Linked DNA regions of Mus musculus: region 2 is linked to region 1. The links are chromatin contacts, called in public Hi-C maps. All regions are on one chromosome and are shown on one strand. Each heading gives the region's core, a stretch centred on a gene start, on an enhancer-like site or on the middle of the called end of the contact. The rest is flanking DNA. Distances are from core to core; before and after follow the strand shown. Region 1 has its middle 12 kb from the start of Gm30475. Region 2 overlaps Kif6 (kinesin family member 6).

The links. Hi-C and Micro-C count contacts between places; a contact is called where the count stands out from the background.
Region 2: a Hi-C map of cerebral cortex shows a contact between it and region 1, with 8 times the contacts expected there. The contact joins two enhancer-like sites. A contact is called at or near these places in 1 of 39 promoter capture datasets (cranial neural crest), 8 of 484 Hi-C or Micro-C datasets (cerebellar granule neurons, cerebral cortex, cortical neurons and 3 more) and 1 of 115 datasets of contacts at active chromatin or transcription factors (forebrain).

The regions. Positions count from the first base shown.
Region 1 is chr17:49,182,696-49,185,553 of GRCm38.p6, forward strand. No RefSeq gene overlaps it. Among named protein-coding and RNA genes, the nearest start is that of Gm30475, 12 kb to the left of the region's middle. Within about 2 kb of position 1,521, at least 4 of the 459 cell types and tissues checked have an H3K27ac peak or open chromatin away from gene starts, as enhancers often do. A contact at or near this core is called in cerebral cortex, where this site is marked.
Region 2 is chr17:49,897,409-49,900,363 of GRCm38.p6, forward strand. The region is part of intron 19 of Kif6 (kinesin family member 6); the gene reads left to right. Among named protein-coding and RNA genes, the nearest start is that of Gm16555, 77 kb to the left of the region's middle. Within about 2 kb of position 1,598, at least 13 of the 459 cell types and tissues checked have an H3K27ac peak or open chromatin away from gene starts, as enhancers often do. A contact at or near this core is called in cerebral cortex, where this site is marked.

The sequences.
Region 1 (2,858 bases), core at 271-2,770:
AGTCCAGGGGCATCCCAGGAACAAACCTTCCAGTGTCTGGGTTGGGGGAAGGGGAAGAGGAAGGGAAATGGGACAACATATCAGCTGTAAACGAGCTTCTCTGTGGATGCAAGGGAGCTGAAGCCATGTCCTCCGAGGGTAGGCCCAGCTCCTTGGGCTGTGCCCTGTAGTGGGAGCCTTCTTGGGCTGGAGGAGGGAGGCAGAATTCCCAGAACGCAGGGTTATTAGTGGAGTCCTACAGAGGAGTCTGATTGTTTACACTGTGTAAGAGGCAAAGATCCAGAGATTGACGTTCAGTCCAGGCAGGTGCATGAGGACCTGAAACTCAGAAAGCGTTCCCACAAAACCTCACTTTAACATCCCTGTACCTCGATGCTGCCTCCTCACGTCTCTCTCCTCAGAATGGCAGGAAGTCCCCGTGTGCCTCCATTTCCCTCCCAACTCAGTAGACAGGAAGCATGTGTCTCTCATTTTTCCTTGCACCTATTGGCCAAGACCCCACCATGGCATTGGCCCCTGAACTCTAGACTTTCCCTTTCCCTCTGGTGGTCAGGTATGGGGAATGAGCCATGGAACTCTCGAGAAGGCTGGCATTGGATGGGTTAGCTCCCTAACCCTCCATGACATTTCCAGTCCTTCCTCTGTGCTAGAACTTTCTCTCACATGAGATGCTTCCTGGGGGACCAAGACATAGACACCGGATTCTAAAGCCTGGCTCTTTGCACGTGAGTGTTTGATTAGCCCTCAGACCACAAACGTCATCCAGTCTTACCTTTATTTAAAATCCTGTGGAGGGGCTGGAGAGGTCAGAGCATGTACTGTTATGTAAAAAAAACTAAGTTCAGTTCCCAGCACCCATATTGGGCAGCTCTTAGTGGATCCTGTATCCCTAACCCCCTCCTCTCATCTCTCTCTCTCTCTCTCTCTCTCTCTCTCTCTCTCTCTCTCTCTCTCTCTCTCACACACACACACACACACACACACACACACAGGCAGACTGTGGGGCATTGGGCTATACAATGCCCCACAGCAGATCTGGCAACTCTCTCCTGCCTCCTCTGGCCCATGATGCTGTTCGACTCCCCTTTGCACCACTTCCACGACTACACGTTCTTTAGTTGTCTAGAGCCTGGTCCTTGATGAGACTACAGAAGGTCCAGACCTCCAGGGAAGCCTTGTTCAACCACAGTTTACTCCCTACAGTATAACTTAATGTTTTCTTGCTGCAGTGCAAACCCATGTCCTCTGGCTCTATCTCTGTATCACACTAGAGAACTGTGAGTATCCTCTTGTCTCCTTCCACCCACTCAACTCCCACATCCCTTGGGCTTTTCCTATACCTTCTAAATTTTTTTTTTTCAAAAAACCTTTCATCATTTTTCTTATTGGCTCTGGCTCCCCTCCAGAACCTCCAAATCCTTCTTAAATGTGACAGCTAAAATTAGCTTCCTGGAGAAGGCCAAGTGCTTGTGGGATGCTGGAACCCCGCCTTGCATGCCTGGTTTTTCTCCTTTCTGGGTCCCATCCCAGCATAGAACAGCCTGGTCCTTCTCTTATTATTCTGAGTACCCGTGGGTCTTCTCCTCTCCTCCTCCTGGATGTGAGAGGCCTGGGTTTAACGTCTAGAAGTTTTGCCTTATGTTCTGAACAAATGGTTTTTCCTTAGGATGCCCCGGGATAACTCAACTGAGATGCTCCGAACTGGTCTCATCCACTGGGACAACAGCTTCGTGCTTCCCTTTCTCCAGCCCCCCCCACCCCCGCCCCCGACCAGCTGGACTGCCACCATTAAGGCATCCCTGGGTGTCCATAAAGGTCACAGTCCCACGCCGAAAAGTGGACACCAGGTGAAGGCTGCCAAGGGACCTGTGGGAGAGCAAGGGTCTGATGGCTCCTGGGAGAAATATTTGTAGCCCATAGCAACTGTATGCGAGTGCTGCAGGTTGGCTGTGTTGTGCTTAAACAACATCTGGGGACGGGGTCAGTTAATAGTGTGTGTGTGCCTTGCATGCATGTTTCCATGATCTCTTCCATTCCCCGCTCTGCATAAACCAGATATGGTGGTGCATGCCTATAATCAATCCCAACACTCTGGAGGTAGAGACAGAGGGTCACAAGTTCAAGGTCAACTTCAGTCTCCTAGCCTAGGTAATTAATTTGCGGCCAGCTTGGGCTATACAGAGACCATCTTTTTTTTTTTTTAATAAAAAAAAAATACATGGTTTCATTTAGAACCAAGTAGAAATGACAGTTTCATCCCAGCTGTCCCTTGTGCCCTCCCCATGGCCCATCAGGATAAGCTTTCCCAGCTGTCCTCAGGTTTGTTCTGAGGCAGGTGACCAACAGATAGAGCTGAGACCTCAAAAGAGGGTCCATCGGAGCCTCCTACAGCCCGAGCCCTTGCACATCACCCACTCCCAGCCATAAGACAGGGAAACTCATGGGAGAGGCTTTGGTGCAGAGAGCCTCTGCAGTACTCCACAAATCACCCAAGAAGGAAACACTTCTCAGCTAGCGTGACAGGAGCCCTCTGCCATCCGTCCAAGCCAGGCTACTGGCTCCTGAGCCGGGTGCCCTCAGCCACATAAGCAGACAAGGCATTCTCTGTATGCAGAAGAAGAGCTCCAGTGAGGGAGAATAAATAAAGTCAGAAACCATAAATAAACCTGCTGGTCTCACACTGGGTGAACAAGCGGCCCCTGGGGAGCTGGGCTCTACTTCTAAGGAGGTGATTAAATTCCACACCAGCCACGTCCCCTGCAGAGGCAAGGCCCAGCCAGACACTGGGGCTTCAGGACTGAGTCTGCTTGCAGAGGAAGGATCACAAGTGTTGATCTGATCCTTAAAGCACCCATGGG
Region 2 (2,955 bases), core at 348-2,847, 710 kb after region 1:
CTGGGGACTGTCTGTGCTGCGTTTGCAAGTCTCCGGAAACTGTCTTTACAAATCCAGACTCTTGGGGCTGGAGAGATGGCTCAGCCGCTAAGAGCACTCGCTGCCTTTGCAGAGGTCCTGAGTCTGGTTCCAAGCAGCCAGCCCAGGTCTTTCACAACCCCACTGGTAGCTCCAGCTCCAGAGGAAAAGGCAAACCCCACAGGTCTGGCTTCTGTGGGCACACACACACACATACATAATGAAAAATTAATATTTTAATTTAAAAAAAAATCTTACCTAAAAAAAATTGTTCTGGTTGACATTCGCCCAGGCCTCCCAGATCATGCCAGGCTGTAGTGCCCACGCTTCCGTGGCACTGTGCTGCAGGAAACAGTGCCCACCTCTCACCACAGAGAAACAACTGCGTTTTGTTGGGATGCCTGGATGTTTTAAAAATAAATTCAGTAAATTCAGAAACGAAAAAGACAGTAAATGGAACTTTATTAAATTCTTAAGAGATGCCACTAGGCTGGAGAGATGGCTAGACAGTTAAAAGCCACCCTGCTCTGTGCTGCAGGCACAGATCCCAGCACCCACTTTGGGTTGTTCACAAACACCAGCAACTCTAGTTTCACAGGATCCAATGCCATCTTCTGACTTCCACAGGCATCCTTAAACAAACGTGTGCATACACTCAGACAAACACGCACTCACAAATAAATAAAGAACCAACGAAATAAAAATAAAAGGACTCCGGCGTGGTGGTGCACGCCTTTAATCCCAGCACTCGGGAGGCAGAGGCAGGCAGATTTCTGAGTTCGAGGCCAGCCTGGTCTACAAAGTGAGTTCCAGGACAGCCAGGGCTATACAGAGAAACCCTGTCTCGAAAAACCAAAAAAGAAAAAAAAAAGAAAGAAAGAAAAGAAAAAGAAAAAGAAGGATGTACAAAACAGAGGATATTTGCAAAGTGCACACGTTACAAGAAACTTGTCCCAAAATATACCCAGGACACTTAAATGTGCAATGTTTACTAATGGTAACTAATAGTTAATTAGTAGGGCTGGGCTTGGTGGCGCACACCTTTAACCCCAGCACTTGGGAAACAGAGGCAGGAAGATCTGAACTGTGGTATCCCAGAGTGGGGGGCAGCTCGGGAACTGGGAGTGCTTTCCCTCCACACTTCACAGGGTGCCATCCTCCTGCCTGAGTCGCCTGAGAGGATAGACCAGGCAGCTGAGCTCTACAGGAGCCCCTGGTTGCCGCTCTCTTCCTGGTGGTCACATCCCTCCGCCCTGTTGTCTGGCTCACCTCTCACACTCCACTATTCGGTCCTGGACCTAAGCAATGTGGCACCCTGAACATTCCCTGGCAGCTAAAGAAAGCTAAACTGGGAGTCCATCACGTGAGAGGGCCGTTTGACAGCCAGTGGCTTATTCCCACAGGTCCACTACTGCTTCTAAACTGCCCTTAACCTGCTGTGAAGGTAGCACCTGTGGGAAGAAACCCCTCTTTCCATATTCCAGGCTTTCCCCAGCTTCCTCCTGGTTCCTCTAGAAACCCCAAAACTATGGCAGCCATTCACTCAAGAAGCGTGTGCAGAGTCTGCCACCTTGTGGTCATCTCTGGTCCTGCAGTACCCCACATCAGCCCCAGCAAAGAGGAGCTCCAGTCTCCCGTTCCCCCTCTAGGGTGCCACAGAGACACTTTAGACAGCTAGGGGATGAGCACGGAGGTGTGAGGGGCGGGGGGGCTGGGAGCCACACACTCTGGCTTTCCTTCCTGTCTATCCGATTCACAGTCCTGAGCCTGTGGAGACAGCCCCAGGGTAAAGAGGCCTCATCATCATGTCAGGTGGGAGAGCAGACGGTTGGCATTAGGCAACTAGCCAAACTCATATGTGGGAAAGCAAGCTGTGGGCCTGATCGAGGGCTTGGAGAGATGACAGTGGACTTACTAAGCTATCTCTCACGTGTCTGTCACCCTGGCCCACCTCCCTACCTGAGTGTCGCCCAGCTATAAAATGAAGGTTCTGACATGTCAAGCCCCTTTCACCTCTGACAACACTCTTCAGTGGAGCATCCCAACGTAAGATCAGAGGCTCTCCAAGTCCATATGGCAGAGCATATTGCAGGATAGCCTAGAGAGACCGGGAGCAAACGGCAACCTTCCTGTGCTCCTCCACAAGAGGGATGTGGAGATCCTGCAGCCAGGAGTCGTGGGCAAGGAGCACACTGCAGGCAGCAAGGTACTGGATGTGGATCGTGCATCCACAAGCATGCAGTGGTCATCAGAGACCATGCAGGGGACCCGTACAGTCAAGGGATAAGGTGCCTTCGGTACCAGCAGCCAGGAGCCAGTCAGTGGGTCAGGACGGCTGGGAGCACAATGGAGGCCTCCCAGGTGTGATAGCATAGGGCTCCGCTTTGTAATCCCTCTCCACCTCGGCTCACATCTCTTAAGATGAGGATGATAGCGCCCTCCTCTGACCACAGAAAGGCCTCATGTCTCAGTTTTCCCTTGCTGTGACAAAACAGCTTGACCGAAGAAAGGTTTATCCTGTCCCATGTTTTCAGAGGTTTCACAGACTGAGGTCAGCTGGAGCCAATTGCTCTGAACTGAGGAGAGACAATGTGGGCTTGCCTCAAGGAAGGATTGGGAAGCAGAGACAGACAGACAGACAGACAGACACTAGAAGCCAAAGCCATGCCCTTCCCGCCTCTGCTGGTAACCTACTTCCTCCATCTTGGACCCACTTCCTGATCTCTACCGTCTGTCTATTAATAATGCCATCAAATGGGGAATCCATCAGAGAATGAGGGCAGATCCCTCAGGATCCAGTCTCTTCCCCAAAGCTGACAGCCATGAACATCTCTGAGGGGGATGGACACTTCCTGTCCAGGTCGCAGCAGGGACTAAATTGAAACAAGATTGAAACCTGGAAAAAAGTTAGGGACACAACAGAGGAAAGAAGTCCTC